2 separate regions of the Capra hircus genome follow, and region 1 is linked to region 2. A link is a contact called in public Hi-C data. All regions are on one chromosome and are shown on one strand. Each heading gives the region's core, a stretch centred on a gene start, on an enhancer-like site or on the middle of the called end of the contact. The rest is flanking DNA. Distances are from core to core; before and after follow the strand shown.

Region 1 (5,019 bases), core at 124-2,623, 250 kb before region 2:
ATGCCACTTCTGCACGCCCCAGAGCCCAGGTCCCCCGTTCCCATCCCTCTCGGTCCCTGCTACACTCCGAGCCTTCGTCCACTGTCCCCTCTCCGAGTGCCCGCTTCGTATCCGGATCCATCTAGAGTCACCCTCTTGGTCCACCCATCGTCCTCCCTGGTCTCCCCTCCCCACCGTCCCAGCGCCCCCGGCCCCGCCCGGATGCTCGGGTCCCAGCTGCGCTCAGTGCTTTGTCTGCGGTGAACTGTCCTAGTCACCCGTCCGCCCGCTCCCCTAGGAGCCGTCCCAGCCCCGGCCTCACTCGGGGCCAGTCTGCTCACCCCCGTCAGTCCTTCCTAGCCCGCCCGCTCTCTGGAGCCCCCGCCTTTCCTCCCCGGCCGCCCTCCCGGCCCTCCGGCCCCGTCCCCCTCCGGTCAGGCTGCCCTTCCATCCCCGCCCCGTCCCCCACCGGCCCCCGGCCCCTCGGAGCCCTGCCCGTCGGCGAGCCCCGCCGCCCGCGCCCACCCGAGCGTCCCCGGCCGGCCGCCGCGCCCTCCCGCCGACTCGGACCTGCCTCGCGGCCGCCTGGGCCTCGCTGTAGCGGGCGAAGGCCCGGGCGGCGGCGGCGGCCGCGGCGGCGGCGAGCAGCGCCCCGAGCAGCGCCAGGGCGCGGGCGCGGCGCGGCGGGGGCGCGGGCGGCGCGGCGGGGCCGGGGCCCGGAGGCCCGCGCTCGCCCGGCCGGGTCCGGCCCATGGCGGCGGCTCCGGGCGGGGTGGCCGCGGACGCGGAGCCGCGGCGGCGCGGGCGCGGGCGGGGCCGGGGCCGGGCCTGGGCGCCGGGGCGGGACGCGCGGGGGCGCGGGGTCCGGCGCACGGCGGCGCTGCTGGCTCGCGAGTGCAGGGAGGGAGGCGCTCCGGGGCCCCTGCTCCACACACCCTACCGGCCGGCGGTGTCTCCTTCCTTCACTTTCCTCTCCCCGAAAGAAACCGGGCCTCCGCATCCCGCCTAGCCTGGAGGAGCCCGGGAGCACTTCCAGGCCGAGCACCGCGAGGAGATGCGAGGGAAGCCAGAGGCGGGCCGGGTACCTAGTCTCCCCGCATCCCACCCTGCCTCTTATCCGACCTGCTTTCTGAAATGTCTCCAGTCATCGCGAAACAGAAAACTAGCCAAGTTCAGCCCTCCCTGTTTCTCTCATGGTCCTGCTGGAAGGCCACCTCTGCAGATTCACCAGGGACAGGAGCTACCCGTGTAAGGACAGACGGGCGCAGCGCTGAACCCTCACCTGGGGGGCCCGAGTTTCTTCACCTGTAGGGAGGATTCAGAGAGGCTCTTCTGTGGGTTGGTTGGTGGTGTTCAGTCGCTCAGTCGTGTCCAACTCTTGGCGATCCCATGGACGCCAGGCTTCCGTGTCCTTCACCATCTCCCAGAACTTGCTCAAACTCATGTCCATTGAGTCGGTGATGCCATCCAATCATCTCATTCTCTGTCCTCCCCTTCTCCTCCCACCTTCAATCTTTCCCAGCATCAGGGTCTTTTTTAATGAGTCAGTTCTTCGCATCAGGTGGCCAAAGTATTGGAGCTTCAGTTTCAGCATCAGTCCTTCCAATGAATATTCAGGACTGATCTCCTTTAGGATGGACTGGTTGGATCTCCTTGCAGTCCAAGGGACTCTAAAGAGTCTTCTCCAACACCACAGTTCAAAAGCATTAATCCTTCGGTGCCCAGCCTTTTTTATGGTCCAGCTCTCACATCCATAAAATGACTACTGGAAAAAACCATAACTTTGACTATAGGGAAATACACAGGTGGGTGGGGGTGGCAGCCCCCAGGCACAGGGCAAGGCTGGCTGTGAGTCACCCTTCTCCCCTGCTGGACCTGGCTTGGCCACTGGAATGGTTTTTCTGGAAAACAACACTTAGGGGAGGGCCTTGGGCATAGAGGTGGGTGGAGTTTGAGGAAGTACTTTCAAGTCCTCAAAAATCTTGGTTACACTGGGCCTCTTTTCTGTTATATCAAGGGCCCTGGGATCCCAGGGGTGGCTGTGCCTGCACTTTGCCACGAGAGGGCAGCAGCTGCCAACGCCTCTGGACAGGAGCCCAGAGTCTGGGGAGCAGGCCTGCAGTCTGTGGAGATGACTGCCGGCCCCAGGGCAGGGCACCACCCAGGTCTGGGATGTCAGGGGCGATTTAGCGGGTACTTAGCACCCACTGTGTGCTGGACTTGGTGCCATGAAATTCATGCCATCCTATTTAATCCTCAAGCCACCCAATGAGGCTTGTTTGCCTTATTTTAAAATTGAGGACCCTGGGAATTCCTTAGAGGTCCGATGGTTAGGGGGCTTCCCAGGTGGCTCAGTGAAAAATAATCCTCCTGCCAATGCAGGAGATGCAAGAGATGTGAGTCAAGAAGATCCCCTGGAGTGGGAAATGACAACCCACTCCAGTATTCTTGCCTGGAAAATTTCATGGATAGAGGAGCCTGGTGGGCTACCGTCCTTGGGGTCGCAAAGAGTCGGCCACGGCTGAGCACACAGGTACACACCCCAGTGGTTGGGACTCTGTGTGTTCTCTGCTGGGGCCCAGGTTTGCTTCCTGGGCCAATAACTAAGATTCTGCAAGCCACACAGCAGGGCCCAAATAGTAGCAAAAATAAATTAAAATTGAGGAGCCTGAGCCCTGACACCCAGGTCTATCTGGGTCCAAGTCTCTTGCCATGCTGCCTCTCAGGGATGATCCAGCTGACTGAGTGGTGGCGGTGGCACTGGTCTCTACCGCCACTCTGTCCGTCATGGGTAACCCGCCATGACAGTGCCGTGTGGGCAGGGTCCTGCCTTCCCAGTGCCCATAAGTGACCTGGCACATAGTGGGCACTCTCATGTCTTTTGAATGACTGACACCCAGGGACCAAGAGTTGTGGACCCTGGACCCAACCCTTGCCCAGCTCTCTGCCCCGCCCCATCGTCCAAGGGACCCACAGAGGCCTGGCATCTAGAGTTGGCTTCTGAAGGCGTCCAACTGTGCCACTTCCAACTCATTATTGCTGATGTTTGGGGACACCCTGCATACGACAGATGCTGTTAGAAAACCAAATTCCGTTCTTTCAGGAAGCAAAGCTAACAGCACAAAGCAGGTTGGGGGGAAGATTGATGAGTCAAGGCCTCTGGAAAATAAATGAGGGATGTTTTCTTCACCAAATCACTTTTACTTATTACACTTGCTTTTTGTTAAAGACACAGGACCCCAGTGGTCTCGGTGGCCCAGGGCTGGAGAGATGTGACTGAGATTGGGAGGGGGCATGTCTCTCAAAGCTGTGGGGTTTCTGGGAAGAGGGGGAGTGGAGAGGGGTGGACTTACAAGATTTGACTCAAGTCAGTGAAACTCTGGAAAAAGGGTCAACCTTGGGATCCAGCTCTGGGGAGACATCAGCTCTGGCCTTGGCAGTATCCCGCTGGTGGGCACCCTTCCCAGGAGGGCTTGCCTCCAAGCCAAGGACCAGGGCAGAGCAGGACAGAGCCTTGAGAGATTGGGCCAGCAGGGTGGCTGTAGCCAAGGGCAGCCCTGCAGGAGCTCTTTGGCACCTCCCGTGTGGGCAGGGTGATATTTGGTAGTAGCTGCAAGTGGAGACTGTACCGAGGTAAGTGGCATGTTGGTCATATCCTTCTCACCCATTAGCAGGGAAATCACTCATTCACCTACTCAACAAATAGTTACTGAGGGTCTTCTATGCTCTGTTCTGGGCACTGGAGAACCATCAGAATCTCTGATCTTTTTTACTGAATCAAAATTTTAATTAATTTTTAGAAGGGAAGATCTTGAGAAGGATCCTGGTATCGGCAGTGAGACACTGAGGGTCTATGATCTCAGGTCTAAAGAGAAAGAGTAGACTAGCCAGTGGTTAGCTCCCAGCCGCCACTTGACATTCGTTTCAGTTCATTCCAGGAGGACAGAGAAGGGCAGGGAGGCAGGGAGCGTCTCAGCAAAGCTGGCTTCAGCTCTGGTCATCTCACCTACCCACTGCATTTAAGGATCTCCAGGTGAAGAGTTTCAAAACATAAGGCACCTAGTCCGTCACTTAGAAGAAGGGAAGTCATTCCAGGTTCCCAGAAATCTCAGATCTGAGAGTGTTCAGGGTTTCAGCTGAGCTTTTCAGGCCAACCAGCAGTTACTTGGTCAGTCCTGCGGCCTTGACCCCATCTCTGGGAAGGGCTACAGTCAGAGGGAGTAGGGGGAGTGTAGCCCCCAAGCCTTTGGAGGCACAGTTAGATAGCGATAGATGTGCCTGTCATGGCGAGTCCAGGACAAAGTTCATTGGTTCCCCAACCACGGCCCCGTCAGTCCGGCTCCTCTTGTTCAGCTCAGGTTTGTCTACCATGCAACAGCCTGGTTTGTCCCAAATTCCATCATGTTCTCTGATGGTTCCGGGTTGACCGATCTGCCTGGGGCCCCAGAGGGTTCTTGCTCTGATGCCCAACCTGCCCCCTCCTCACTCCCCTCAGGTGTAAAAACACCCTGGGTGTACTCAGCTGGACAGGTCTAGAGCAAATAGAGTCCTCGGAGCCCTTAGCTGAGCAGGGAAGGTCAGCATCTTGGACCCCGAGAGACTAGCAGGGTCAGGGAGTGGGGTGGGCAGGCTGGCACAAGGTTCTGTCTCCCACCGACTTGGAACCCTTTTCTGCTCTGGCTTCGAGTCATCTGGCTGCAGCTGGTGGGGGAGCTTCCCACTCCATGCCCGCCAGGGTGGAGTTTACGGGCTCACTCCTCAATGCAGTGGGGAAGCCGAGGGCCGGCGTCTCTGGTCTTCTGGGCAAATCAGCGGAAACTCTGACTCCCAGGAAGTGAGTGTGCGCAGAGGAGGGTCCCTTCAGCTGTCAGGTGGGGTTAAGAGAGGCTTCACAGAGCTGATGTCCAGCCGGGTCCGAATGCGGGAGCTCACTGGGTGGAGCACTGGGAAGAACAGTCCAGGGGCAGGCAGAACAGAGGCAGAGGCCCCGGGGCATGTCTATGGCTTTGTGAGGATGTAGTCCCGTGGGTCTGGGCAGAG
Region 2 (5,010 bases), core at 2,050-4,549:
AAAAACTCCCTTCCCCATCACCCTCCACCCCACAGGTGGGCTTAACAACCCACTGGCTCATCTATCTGTTTGATCTTTTTCTTTTTTTTAGCTGGATTTTAGATTGTTTATTTATTTGTTATTTTTGGTCTTTGTTGCTGCACAGGGGCTTTGAAGTGGGGGCTACTTGCAGCAAACAGGGGTTCCTCTCTCGTTGCAGTGTGCGGGCTCCTCACTGCGGGGCCCTCTCCTGCTGTGAGGCGTGGGCTCTAGAGCACGCAGGCCTCAGCTGTGACGCACCGGCTTTGCTGCCCCGCAGCATGTGGGATCTTCCTGGGCCAGGGGGTCGAACCTGTGTGCCCTGCATTGGCAAGTGGACTCTCCGCCACTGGACCACCGAGGAGGTCCCATCTGTTTGCTCCTGGAAGAGATACTGCTGAGTGAAGGGTGACTGGAGGCCCAGGGCGGGCAAGGCACTCGCCGGGAGCCGCAAGACCGTGCTAGAGCCGGGACTGAGCCCAGGGCCTCCGGCTCTGGGCAGGCCCGCTGCGGGACCCGGGTGTCGTTGCCGCTCGGGGCTCTCCTCTGCTCTGCCTAGCCCCTGGCTCACCCTCTCTTGGTGAGGGAGAGCTCCCAGGCTCCCCAGGCCACTGGGGTGTGCCACTGACGCCCCAATCTTTTCTTTTCCACTGAGAGGTGATTTGCCCAGAACATGTTGAACACTTTAAAAATTTGGTCACATTGTAACCATTTGGGTTACCATGGTGACCTCATTTTGAATTCATTTCCCAAGGGGGAGTTGGTAATAATTAATACAGCTCTTAATGCTGGCTGCTCGCCTACAGTGAGCATGGCGAGGATCACAGAGTCCCCTGGGACCAACTTCCCCAGGGGAAGCAGGGCTTCCTCCCTCCTCTGAGCAGGGTCCTGGGGTTCCCTGAGGAGGTAGGGGAAGGGAGAGGATGCCTCCACCCTGCCCCCACTTTTGCACCCCCAACAGCCATGCTGTTGGGGCTGAACTAGATTGGGGAGCTCCCTTTTACGGATGGGGAATATGAGGTTCAAATGAGTAAGTGACTTATACAGGGCCATACAACAAGATCCAGGCAGCATCACCATTGGGCCAGAAGGTGGGTTTCCTGGGCTTCAGGACAGGGCTTTGGGGATTGCCAAGGTTGGGGGAAGCCCAGGTCTGAAACTCTCCCCTTCTTAAGTGCCTGCAAGAGCTAGGGAGGAGGAGCTGGTTGGCTTGTCTGCTGGGAAACTGGAGTAGGCATGGCTCGGGCAAAAAGCTGGAACTTGGGAACATCAACTATAGAAGCTGGGTTTTAGTAAACGGGTGGGGAGAAGGGGAGCTGGGGGAATGGCTTTGATTATCTCTGGTCATATCCCCAAACTGAGCTTGCTGTCTTGTTCATCTCAAGCAAAACAAAACAAACCCGTGACTTTAGTGTGCTGCCATCAGGCGGCGGTGTGATGGGGCTGATCCTATCAGACAGGAAACCACTAAAAAAAATTCACTCATTTTTCAAAGCAGACAGAAGTCTAAAGAATTAGATTTTTAAAAACTGAGATAGTGTTTTAGAAGAAAGATGCCTGTGATATAAGTTGGCAAGTCCTTCCCTGACTCTTAATTGTATCTATCTTCCAGCTCTAAACTTTGGGTTCTTCAGTAGTCTGATGCTGGGAATGATTGAAGGCGGGAGGAGAAGGGGACGACAGAGGTTGAGATGGTTGGATGGCATCACCGACTCAATGGACATGAGTTTGAGTAAATTCCGGGAGCTGGTGATGGACAGGGAGGGCTGCCGTGCTGCAGTCCATGGGGTCGCAAAGAGTCGGACACGACTGAGCAACTGAACTGAGCTGAACTGAACTGGTAGTCTAACTTCATTTTCTGTCTGGTTCATGACTGGAGCCTATCCTAAATGTTTTCAAGCCAACTCAGCATCCTGGAAAGAGCAGGGGATGCAGATTCAGTGCCATCTCTCACCTCAGTTAGTCCAGTTTTGGAGGTAGCTTCTCATTACCCCAGGTCACCCCACATCTGTACAGTAGACTTTCCAAATGCCCTGACATTTCCCCCACTGGGTTTTAACTCTGACTGCCTGCCACACCAGAAGGTTAATTCCTCCAGACACAGACTTTGGCCCATTCGTCTCTGTAACTGCCCCAGATCTTAACAACAATGCCTGGCACATGGATGATGATCAGTAGTTTGTTGAATGAACAGATGAGTTCCCATTTCACAGATGAGAAAACTGAAGATCCTAGAGGGAAATGATAATGCTAATCTTAACAATAACTGACATTTGTAATGTGCCTACTAGCGCTTCCCAGGTGGTGCTAGTGATAAACAATCTGCCTGCCAATAAAGAGATGTAAGAAATGCAGGCTCAATCCCTGGGATGGGAAGATCCCCTGGTAGGAAATGGCAACCTACTCCAGTATTCTTGCCTGGAAAATCCCATGGACAGAGGAGTCTGGTAACCTACAGTCCACGGGGCCACAAAGAGTCAGACAGGACTGAGCACACCCACATGTGTCTACTGTGTGCCATGTATATTAAATTCATTTAGTTCCCACAATCATTCCAGGAAGTAGATATTCTTATTACACTCATTATACAGATTAGGGAGCGGAGCCTGGAGACGTTTGGGATGGGAGAACAACTAAAGGAGAGATTTTTTAAAAAGTCCAGTTCAGCAGTTCCTTTGGGAAGAGGGAGCTGAGGGCAGGCATCATCCATCCATCCGTTCATTTATTCAGGAAAAGTTTATTATTGCCCGTTGCCTGGTATCTAGGGGATCCCTAGGGCATGGTGGGCCCTATGGTCTGTGGGAGAGTGCTGCCTGGTCTCCCTTTTTCACCCAAATCAGTCTGTGAATGAGGTTTTTCACCCAGCGCCTCATGGACAGCCCACGACAGGCCACCTTGAAGGCCACATTCTCACACTGCCTGGCAGCTTGGGTGGGAGAGGAGGGAAGCCCTCTTGTGGAAGGCAAGTGAGGTCTCCTTGCATCTCATTGGTCCTCATGGGGTTGAGGTTTCATTCCTGAGCCAATCAGAGTGTCTGACTCCACCCCCAAAAGAGAGTGTCATCAATTCCAGCCAAGTCCAAGTTAGGAAGATGAGAGAACTGGACCCGCTAAAGAAAAAAGCAGGGTTGGGGTGGAAAAAGGGGCGGTGCCCTAACGTGGCCACACTTCCTGTTGCCGCCTGAAACAGAGGGCACAGACAGACCCCGACCGCACCGGAGGAGCTGCTGGCCGCCCCCCCATCTCCCCAAATCAAGGCCAGCCTCCTCGCCACCCTTGGTCCGGCTGACTGCGAGCTTGGACAGGGCCTGTCTGCTCACCCACACAGAGCCCTGGGCCTGACCCGGGCAGGGCCCATGAAAGCGCTTGCCCTCTAGACCTTCTTTGACTCTGTGTGATGTCCCGACTGGGCTGAATTCCTGCCTCTCTCTCTCTCTGCAAACCCCAGCCACAAAGCTCCTCCCTCAAAGCCTCACACACTGTGGAAATGTAAGTTGGTCCAGCCACTATGGAGAACGTCATGGAGGTTCCTCAAAAAACTAAAAATAGAGTTGTCTATGATCCAGCAGTCCCACTCTTGGGCGTATATCCCAAGAACGCTGTCACTTGAAATGATTCACGCACCCCTCGATTCATAGCAGCGCTATTGACAACAGGCAAGGAATGGAAGCCGCCTGAATGTCCACGGATAGATGAATGGAGAAAGAGGATGCGAGCATACATACAATGGAATACTACTCAGCCATAAAAAGAATGAAATCGCACCATCTGCAGCAACATGGGTGGGCCTGGAGGCTATCACGATAGGAGAAGCAAGGATGAGAAAGACAAATACCGTATAACGCACACGTGGAATCTAAAATAGGACACAAATGAACTTATCTACAAAACGGAAAATGGGGCACAGGCATAGAGAGCAGCCTTGCAGTTGCCGAGGGGGAGGGGGAGGGGAGGGATGGATCCGGAGTTTGGGATTAGCAGACGCAATCTTCTTATCCATTATATATAGAACAGATAAACAAGGTCCTCCTGTACAGCACAGGGAACTATGTTCAGTATCCCGCAATAAGCCATCGTGGGGAGAAGAGCCCTCCCTCTAACTGCTAGAGGAATCCCAGGCTGCAGGAGACGTGTGTCTCAGAGAGGCTGGTCTTGGGCAGGCCAAAAAGTTCGTTTGGTTTTCAGCAACACTAGAAGGCACTTTTTTTCCCCCCCATTTCACCAAGAACTTTATTGAACACCTTATTCATTGACCAGATGAAACTTTGGCCAACCCAATAGACTTGAGGCGGCCAGAGGCTTCATTCCCCGCCCGTGTGACTGACTCTCTGAGCCTGAGTTTTCTCACCTCTGAGTACACCAACCAGCCCCTTGGGGTTGTTGGAACTCAGGAGGGTAGGTGGCCCCAGGGCCCATAGCAGGGAAGCACTCAGAGAATTTTTCTCCTGTTTCCTGGGGCGGGGGTGGATGGTGGGGGGGGGTGGGTAAGGGAATGCAGAATATGGATGGCTCCCAGTCGGATTCCAGTGCTCATTCTCTCATCCAGCAGACACTTATGGAGCATCTTCTACTACGTGCCAGGCATGCTACTGAGTGCCAGGGATACAGCAGTGAGCCAAACAGACAAAATTCCCTGGCTTCACGGAACCGACATTTTCCATCAGGGGAGACAGACAAACCACAAGCTAAAGAAAAACTTTTAATGTGAAAGATAGTAATTAATACTGAGAAGAAGAAAGCAGAGGTGAGGCATAGAGACTATTTGGTTTTAGCTGGTGAGAATGAATCAGACATTTGAAAAAGAAGGAACAGAACTGTCACAGCCAAGAGGAGCCTAAGAGATACGATGACTAAACGTAATGCAATGTCCTGATGGGTCCTCAAACAGAAAAGGGACGTTAGGTAAAAACTGAGGTAATCTGAATGAAGTGCTGCTAAGTCGCTTCAGTCGTGTCCAACTCTGTGTGACCCCACAGATGGCAGCCCACCAGGC

The links. A called contact is a pair of places that touch in the nucleus more often than the background predicts.
Region 1: a Hi-C map of blood shows a contact between it and region 2, with 4 times the contacts expected there. The contact joins the promoter of SEPN1 here to the enhancer-like site in region 2. A contact is called at or near these places in 2 of 5 Hi-C or Micro-C datasets (both in blood).

The regions. Positions count from the first base shown.
Region 1 is chr2:8,671,942-8,676,960 of ARS1.2, reverse strand. SEPN1 (selenoprotein N) reads right to left here and starts at 1,373. Exons shown (of 12, transcript XM_018056104.1): 1 at 1,262-1,373.
Region 2 is chr2:8,419,155-8,424,164 of ARS1.2, reverse strand. No RefSeq gene overlaps it. Among named protein-coding and RNA genes, the nearest start is that of LDLRAP1, 25 kb to the left of the region's middle. Within about 2 kb of position 3,299, at least 1 of the 5 cell types and tissues checked has an H3K27ac peak or open chromatin away from gene starts, as enhancers often do.